Linked DNA regions of Hordeum vulgare: region 2 is linked to region 1. A link is a contact called in public Hi-C data. All regions are on one chromosome and are shown on one strand. The core of a region is the stretch at or near the end of the contact, and the rest is flanking DNA. Distances in the headings are between cores, read along the strand shown. Region 1 has its middle 76 kb from the start of LOC123432895. Region 2 holds the start of LOC123432911 (mediator of RNA polymerase II transcription subunit 16).

What was found. Hi-C and Micro-C count contacts between places; a contact is called where the count stands out from the background.
Region 2: a contact with region 1 is called in a Hi-C map of leaf, with 4 times the contacts expected there. The contact joins the promoter of LOC123432911 here to the enhancer-like site in region 1. A contact is called at or near these places in 5 of 6 Hi-C or Micro-C datasets (leaf and seedling) and 1 of 1 datasets of contacts at active chromatin or transcription factors (embryo).

Annotation. Positions count from the first base shown.
Region 1 is chr1H:309,033,414-309,038,088 of MorexV3_pseudomolecules_assembly, forward strand. It overlaps the pseudogene LOC123398785. Among protein-coding and RNA genes, the nearest start is that of LOC123432895, 76 kb to the left of the region's middle. Within about 2 kb of position 1,813, at least 3 of the 3 cell types and tissues checked have open chromatin away from gene starts, as enhancers often do. A contact at or near this core is called in leaf and seedling, where this site is marked.
Region 2 is chr1H:309,601,112-309,605,786 of MorexV3_pseudomolecules_assembly, forward strand. LOC123432911 (mediator of RNA polymerase II transcription subunit 16) reads left to right here and starts at 2,489. Exons shown (of 16, transcript XM_045115424.1): 1 at 2,489-3,116; 2 at 3,874-3,942; 3 at 4,173-4,261; 4 at 4,409-4,521. The coding sequence starts at 2,698.

The sequences.
Region 1 (4,675 bases), core at 563-3,062:
AGTTTAAAATTAGTAGAAAGAACACAGTGAATACATCTACTCAACAGCCTCAGTCTACATTCCGTGATGCTCTTTTGCATTGTCTTCCTACATGAAAGCCCAATAATATGTCTATCTACAGTATGAAAATGTAAACGAGAAATACCTCTTTGTGACCAGGTATTCCCTGAGCTCGGTTACGACTTGGTTAATTTCAGGAGCTCCCGGGCCATTGCGAGGAACAGTACCCTGTGGCTTTACTTGACGAAGTATATCCAATAGAGTGGTCGTCAGATACGCGTTTTTGCCAACAGTAACAGAAGCTCGGGACTCGAACTTGCTTTGAAGATTTGCATATACCTCCTTCGCAAGAGTGGTCTTACCAAGGCCTTCCTTTCCGACGACAGACACCACCTTAGCCTCGTCTGTGAGGCAGTCAGATGCAGGAGAAGCTCACTAATTGGTCCTTTGAGAGCAATGAGGTTGTGGGTTTTGTCCTCAGAAAGCGGTGGACAGCAAATGGGGGCTGTACTGAGTGTATCACGCATTTGTTGTATCTTGGCCTTGTACTCCTGTATTAGTTTTTCACATGATTCATCCATGTCCTTTGTTGTCTTTTGATGGACCAAAGTTTCCACCTTGCTGACCAGCTCACATGTTTGATCCATCCACACTGACTGCTCAGGAGTCACCGGTGGGCCAAACTTATAGGGGAGATCTTTCTTAAGGCTCTGCAAATCTTTATGCAAATCATAGATAAGCTTCAACTTATCTTCTGTAGGACCGAGAAGGTCACACCACCTGAAATGCTCACACACATTATGGATCCGGCTCTTGAACAGGTCAGTTAACTCTCTCTTTGATGAATTTGTGCCCCCCGGCTTCTCATCAGCCCACTCTTCAATGTCAAAGACCACATCTCTAGCAAACTGCGTCCACAATAGGGCATATGGATCCATCAACCGTCCCCCGCCAAGATTGTCGAAACCTTTCTTTAGTTTCAACACTTCTAGATATAGTTCTTTCGTTACTTTGGCACGCCTCTTCCTCAGTTTGGTGGTGAAGTTGAGCTTACCGAGCAGGGAGTCGATCGATCCTATCACCAATGGTTCATCTACCAAACTGAAGAATCCTCTCTCTATTACTGAGTTCAACCCACTTTCTATCACCGAGTTCAGTCCGCTCTCTGTCACTGAGTTCATCTTGTGTATGTCTCTTGGTCGTCCAGGTGTAGACGCCGCCGACCAAAACCAGACTCGTACAGATAATGTTGCTTGCTCCAACCTTGATTAGGGGAGAAGAACGAACATAACCTTATTGTTTGCAGTGAGGTGGACGCGCACCAATATCAATCTGTCGTTGCTGCCGTTGCTTGCGCTCCTCCCTGGACCCTGATTCCGCCAGCCGCTCACGTCGCAAGCAGCCAATGTGATTCGCGCTGTAAGCCTCTGCGGCGGACTCGCGCTGCCCAGGTGTGGCCGCCGCCGATCAAAACCAGCCTCCTATATTCCCTTGATTGAAGAACGAACAGGACCTTCGCTGCTTGCCGTGACTTGGAAGCGCACCAAGATCAATCCGTCGCTGCTTGCGCTCCTCCCTGGCCCCTGATTCCGCCAGCCGCTCCCGTCGCAAGCAGCCGATGGTTCGCGCTGTAAGCCTCCGCGCAGGAGAAGCGCCACCAGGATTCGATCCGCCGCCGCTGCGCCGCGCGCCGCCGCCGCGCCGCGTGGGAATCAATCAGCCGCCGCCGCTTGCCTGCTCCCGTCCCGATGGTCCCGTGCTCCCATCCGTGATCCCCTTCCACTCATTCTTAATCGAACGGCTGTCCCAGTTTTCTGGTCAAAAGAAAAAGGGCAACGACGTATTTCCGTATATCTCTCGCCCTCACGTATACCCACGACTATACCTGGCCAAAACTCAGGACGGGCCGGGCCTTGGGCCAAGCCTAAAAAAACACCTCATATAGCGATAGAAACTCAAGAAGGACTGTTTAGTTAAAACAACATCAACTCTATTTCTCTTAATATGGAGAGTTATTATTTGTTATATCTATGTTCTCCTTCTCCATTTAAAGTTGCTTAATTCCTTCCTCACCTTATGCTACGACCATCCATGTTAAATAACATTTAATATTATCATGTACCTAAACGGGAGTGAACTAAGTAAGTCAAATATGAAGTTTCGTCAATATGCAACTCATTGCATATTGAGCTTCATTTAATATGTAGTATTTGATTGTTGTGATTGTCATGCCTTGTTTATTTAATTGGACATGCATCATAATTGCTTGCACATCATGTCATGTATATGTTGTGGTGTTTATCGTGTGTTGATTGTTTGTTTTTGGATTGTTTCTTATCGATATAGTTTAGAAACCGCTTCGGGGTGTGGGGATTCGTTCGACTACGTTGACTCGTCTACTTCACGGATTCGTTCTTCTTGCAAGCGGGATCACAAGCAAGATGATCATTTCCCTAGATACCAATACCATCATTGCTATGTTAGTTGTCTTGTTTCTATCGCTATGTCTCGCTGCTTACCACCTATTATGTCAAGCCTCAAAACATTGCCATGAAAAGCTTCTAACCCCTCCACATCCCAACAACCTTTGTTTGAGTATGTTACCGCTTGCTCAGCCTTCTCATAGCGTTGCTAGTTGCAGGTGCAATTGCTTTCATGTGCCAACATGGATATTCTTTTGAATATCACCATATTATTGACATTTAATTTAATGCACATATATACTTGGTAAAAGGTGGAAGGCTTGGCCTTCTAGCTCGATGTTTTGTTCCATCTTTGCCGCCCTAGTTACTTGTGTACCGGTGTTATGTTCCATATTTGAGCGCTCCTAACATGCTTGGGGTTATTATGGGCCCCCCCTTGATTTTCATTTTGGGATAAAACTCTTATAGCAAGGCCTAACTTGGTACTACATTTGCACAACATAATAATAATGAACACCGTTATTAAAACATAGCGCGTCATGAACCCGAGGAGTAATTCAACATAATACAGGGAGGGCCAATGATGATGGTGCTGGTCCTAAATAGAGCACTGTGCGGGGCCAACCCGGGGCAACTCGGGTGATTTCTATGAGGCCGTTATACACTAGCTCATGCGATTGTGCCCTGAGAACGAGATACATGGCTCCTATCGGGTTCGTCGGCATGTCGGACGGACTTGCTGGATTTATTTTACCTTTCTCGAACGTCTTGTGCGCAGGATTCCGAGGATACTTTGGGCTATCTCGAGGTTGATGTCCATCGGAATTTTCGAGGAGACTACGGATTTTCCGTGGTTGAGTTTTATTCCACGCAACTTGTGGTAGTTTGTGATAGACAAGTTGGAGCACCCCTGCAGTGTTAAATCTTTCTGGGAGTTGTGCTCGCAGTTATGTGGCAACTTGGAAACTTTGTTTAACACGCGGTCATAGCAAACTTGAAGTAAACTTAATTAAAATATGCCAACTATGAGTGTAACCATGACTGTCTCTTCTCGTGGCTTCTGCATCCGAAAGAGGACATGGTGGGGTTATGTTTGATGTAAGTAGGTGTTCAGGGCCACTTCGTGATCATGATTAGTTCATATCTGTATGTGTAGATCACCCCCCTTTTACTTCTGATACTCGTAAGTTAGCCACTCACATAAATGCTTAGTGCTTGCTGAAGCCTCACCACTTAACCATACCTAACCCATTAAGCTTTGCTAGTCTTGAAACCTTTGGAAATGAGTTTATTGAGTCCTTGTCGCTCATAGATTACTACGACAATAGTTGGAGGTACACATAAATCGATACTTTCATGTAAGCGTGATGATTGTTCTATTTGGAGTTTATTCTTCTTCATCATCATCAATCATAGGATGGGTTCTAGGCCGGCGGCCTTGGATAGCAAGGATGGACGTCGTTTTTATCATTTGATTTTGTCCATAGTCGGACCCTACTCTTCTGAATGGTGACTAAATGTATGTTTGTACTGAGATGATCATGATTCATGATTAGCTTGTGGCGAGTGTAAGCCAGTTCCATATACTCATATCTTCTTTACATGTACTTGTAATGATGTACATTCTTGCGAAACGACGAGATGTGTTTCGCATCTTGGGCATTACAAGTTGGTATCAGAGCAGTAGCGCCCTAGGAGCCTCCATGATTGATCAAACTTGCCTGAGTCGAGTCTAGTGAAAAACTAGTTTGTGTCTAGTTATATATCGGAGAGTAGGATTCTTTTACTCCTCTTCTATGCTCTAGTTGTTGGGGAACGTCGCATGGGAAACAAAAATTTTCCTACGCGCACGAAGACCTATCATGGTGATGTCCATCTACGAGAGGGGATGTGTGATCTACGTACCCTTGTAGACCGTACACCAGAAGCGTTAGTGAACACGGTTGATGTAGTGGAACGTCCTCACGTCCCTCGATCCGCCCCGCGAACTATCCCGCGATCAGTCCCACGATCTAGTGCCGAACGGACGGCACCTCCGCGTTCAGCACACGTACAGCTCGACGATGATCTCGGCCTTCTTGATCCAGCAAGAGAGACGGAGAGGTAGAAGAGTTCTCCGGCAGCGTGACGGCGCTCCGGAGGTTGGTGGTGATCTTATCTCAGCAGGGCTCCGCCCGAGCTCCGTAGAAACGCGATCTAGAGGTAAAACCGTGGAGATATGTAGTCGGGCTGCCGTGGCAAAAGTTGTCTCA
Region 2 (4,675 bases), core at 1,239-3,738, 570 kb after region 1:
CGAGGTGACCTCTTCCTTCTAGTGTGCTCAAACACCCAAGAGTAACAAAATCCACACAAGGACTTGGGGGGAATCAATTTTCCTTTGGTGAAAGTGTAGATCTAGGTCTCCTCCTTCAATCCCTAGCAAGACAACAAGTTTGGATAGCTAGGGAGGGAGATCGGGCAAGAAAGCTTCAGTGCATCAATGGTGGAGAGAGAGAGAGAGGTAAGAGATAAGGGGGAGGAAGAACAAAACCCCCCTTATATAGCCCCCCCCAATTCTAACCGCTACAACCATTTTACACTAGACGATACAACCGGTTGCCACGCCGGTTCAACCGATGTTCCTATATTAGCGGAATAACCGGTCAACCACCGCCCTACAACCAGGCCAAAACAGAAAGTTGGCCCTGAGGTGCCACCAGTCTCGACCGCTGGGCGTGGCTAAGTCCCAAGCGGTACAACCGCTTGGAGCACCGGTAGTACCGACTATAATTAATATAGCGGTACAACCGGGCCACCACCGCCCAACAACCGAAGTGAAATAGAGCCATGATCGGTTGTGGACCGTTGCAGGGCTGGTACAACCGCCCAGCTGTTAAGCGGTACAACCGCCCATAGCAGCGGTACAACTGGTTAGTTAGAAAAATAGGGGCTTCCCTCACAATGATGCGACAGAACAAGATGGGTGCAAAAGTGTGTGAGAAGAATTGATTCACCCATAGACTTCCAATGTGGATTCCTTCTTAATAGTACGGGATCCCTACGATCAAAGAGAATAAACACGTAGGGAACACGTCTTCGATCTTTTCAATTTGAAGGGAATACCTAACCGTTTTGTGTCTAACATATGATACCTGCATACTTAACACCCTGCATAGTGAGTTGTCATCATCACCAAAACACTTAAGCAGGAGAATGCCCTTACACATGTGTATATGAGTTTTTCACTAAATCACATAACCCAGGATCATAACAGTTATAGCATAAAATATAAACTATTAGTTATGAATATGAAAACATAATAATACAATATTATTGACTCTATGACATATTTCTAACATTTTCGCCCCAACCCCAAACCCTAACCCCATCCCCACACCGCCCCAAACCCCACATAGAACGCCACTACCGCGAGCGGGAACACAGTTGCATCATTGTCGTCATAACCACTCAAAGAGCAGCAACGACAGATCCATGACACGGTCGTTGCATGTGTGTGTGTGTGGGGTGGGTGGGAGGGGGATGGTGGGGGTGGGGGCGATGGACGCGGGCGTAGCGGGCGAGGCAATGGAGGTTGACAATGATATTCCTTCTATTTCAACCAATGTATCCTCATAAGATGGTCCATGTTAGATCACATGCATTGATTGACTTAAGTGAACCGATATCGACAAATCAGAAGCTGCCATGTGTCCACCCCTACACTCCCAATTTATTTTTCTGTTTAGTTTTAATTATAAAATTATTCAAACTTCAAATGCTTATAACTCTTGTTCTGTTTGGCCAAAATTTACAAATTTGGTATTCCTAAAATCCTTGGAACATGAATGTCCCAAATATATAATTTCAATGGGAAAAGATTACGTCCCACCGGCTGATCCGGTTGATCCATCCGCCGCCTGCTCGTCCGTTAGATCTCGCCTCGATCACGAACCATTTTCCGAAACTGGCTCATTGTTTCAGAAACTAGAGCGTTGTTTCAGGAACGGGGGCTGAAGCTGGAGCACTCCAGGTTCCTCGTCACGGCTCCTCTGCTACCGGGGGACGAGCCTGCCGGAGTCCGGCGAACCGTCGCCGCCGTCGGTCCTCGCCAGCTCGCCGGATCCCCACCTCGCCGACGAGATCCAGCCCCTCGCCGGATCCCCACCTCGCGCGGCGAACGAGGAGGTGTGCGGCGCGGACGCCGACGAGCTCCCGCCGCCGGGGAGCTTCTCTGCCTCGCTGGAGATGCGTCCCTGCTCGCGCGTCCGACTCTCCGTTGAGCATGGATCCCGGCTGCAACGTGACTTTCGTTGCAAAATTTCCTGAAACTCGACCGTTGTTGCAAAAAATTCTTTCGTAAAAATACCTATGTTACAGAAAGACGATTTTTTTTCTGCAACAAGCAAATTGTTTATGAAACTCGATCGTTGTTTCAGAAATTAACGGATCCAAAGTTTATTTCTTGCAACAAAGCGAAAGTTTTCGCAACTCGAGCGTCGTTTCAGGAAATAACTACTCACCATGCGGCGGGGATGTGGGGCGTTAGATCGACATCCGACGGCTAGCTAGGTGACGGATAATTTTTAAAAATCATTCAACGGGTGCGTAGAGTTCCCGAATTTCTATATGGTTATTAAACAATAAACAAAGCAAATAATTCAAATAGATACTTTATAGAAGTTTGATGATCTAGGATCTTGTTCCACAACCTTCCATTTACACCAAATACACAAGCGGAGCCTGAACCAGCGCAAAGTCATTATTTTCCTCGCAATAGCAGACTCTCCCCCGTCCCGTCCCCTCCGCCCGCATCTCCCTTCCCCCCTCCAGCTCCTCCTCCACCCACCTGAAAGCGACGCCGGCGCACCGAGCACAGCCAACCCCCCTCCCCTCACCTCGTCCTCTCGCCACCAGCGACAGCGACGGCCGGTCGCTTCAAATGACCTAAGCACCCCCGCCCTCGCGCCCCCCTTTTTCCTCCCCTTCCCCCGTCCCATCCCTCTCCGTCCTTATGACCTCTTCGTCCCCCGCCCCAAACCCTAACCCCGTCCCCACACCGCCCCCAAACCCCGCACCGAACGCCACGCCCGCGAGCGGGAACGCGGTCGCAGCGTCGTCGCCGCCGCCGCTCAAGGAGCAGCAGCAGCAGAGCCAGGACGGCATCGTCGCTGGTGGCGGAGCGGGGGCGGATGGTGGGGCCGGGGGCGGTGGCGGTGGCGAGGCTGTGGAGGCGGCTGTGACGGGCGAGGCGATGGAGGTTGACGGCGGCGCTGGTGGAGCTGGGGATGTGGAGGGCGGAGGTGGCAGTGGAGCGGCCGGAGGAGCGCAGCTGGCCTCATCACCGGCGACCGTGTTCCGGATCCGCCTCAAGCAGCCCCCCGCGAGCCTCAAGCACAAGATGCGCGTGCCCGAGCTATGCAGGAACTTCAGGTGTGGCCGCTTGAGTCGCCCACTGCCTCCTTGAACCTCCGTCATTCTATGATGAACTTAAAAGCTACCATTATCTTTGTTTTTATTTTCGTGACAAAGGAAAATGTGTAGCGGAGACAATAAGTAGTGCATGAGTTGGGTTTGCTTTGTTTCCCGTGGCCTCCTAAAATGCTATGATCTCGTTTAGAGAAGGGCTAAACACTGTTTACAGAATTACAGTTACAATTTTAGTGAGATCAATCCGCCCTTCCCAAGCCAGAGAAAATTCGGTAAAAATGATGAAAACCACTTCAGGAAATTCACGTATGTATCTGGACGATTCATGAACAGATCTTGTGAAGTTTTACTGGATGTTCTATAGCTAGTGATCCCGAAATTGCTAGGTGGTGATACCGCCACACTAGGCTGGAAGTGGAACTGCTTAGTTAAATTTGGTAATCTTTTGTGGAGTGTCTTTCTTGTTGGAGTGCACATTTATTCCCATGTCTTGGTAATAACTTCGTAGACAGTCGGTATGCTAAACCTTTACAATTCTGCGTGCTTCTTCATGGTTTCAGGAACAATGGGTGCGCTCTTTAATTGGTTTGACCTGAAATGTGGATTACCATATACCAGCTTTAGGTTTCATATTTTTAAAGCTCTAGTTTCATGCACATTTTCCTTGTTGACATATCTGTCTAAATCGCTAGGATAGTGCGCCTAGTCCAATTTGCCCCACGGTTAACTGAAACTTGTAAATTATATCTTTCAATTGCAGCGCTGTTGCTTGGTGTGGGAAACTGAATGCAATTGCATGTGCGTCAGAGACTTGTGCGCGGATTCCAAGGTTAGATATTCCTCTATCTGTTCCCTGAAGTTTACCTTGACCCTCACTTGTTATCGCACCGGAATTTCATTTTCAGACCAAGGAATTTTAGGTGGCAGCATTAATAGCGCCATTTTACTCTAGAGACGCTTCACAAATTATTTAATCATTTCAAGGAATTGTCCATTTACCTTTTTTCTTATGGTTAGGGATATTCTTTCCCACAAAGTAATGTATTGGATTTTTTGCAGCTCTAATTCAAGCCCACCATTTTGGATTCCTATACACATACTGAATCCAGAGAGACCAACAGAATGTTCTGTTTTCAATGTTAGAGCTGGTAAGCATCTATTCATCAGTTACTCAAAATATTCCTGTATCCTCCATACATGCTGTAATTTGATTATTTTTGTTTGTGAAATGCTGTACTCAACCAAAGTATTCCTGTCTCATTGTGTCTCCCTGTAATTACATTCTTAATTGGCAGATTCTCCACGGGACTTTGTTCAGTTCATTGAATGGTCTCCTACGTCATGCCCACGTTCATTATTAGTGGCAAATTTTCATGGGCGGATTACTATATGGACACAGCCAACTAAGGTATGCAATTCTCTTGATCGAAGTCCAGATCAAATAATAATGTTCTTTTCTGGGGAGGGTGTAGTGCTATTTAATTCAACTTTTCCATTGTAAAATAGTCAGTTTTTTTAATCTTCATACATTTGATGCCATTTAAATAATTTGATTAGTTTAT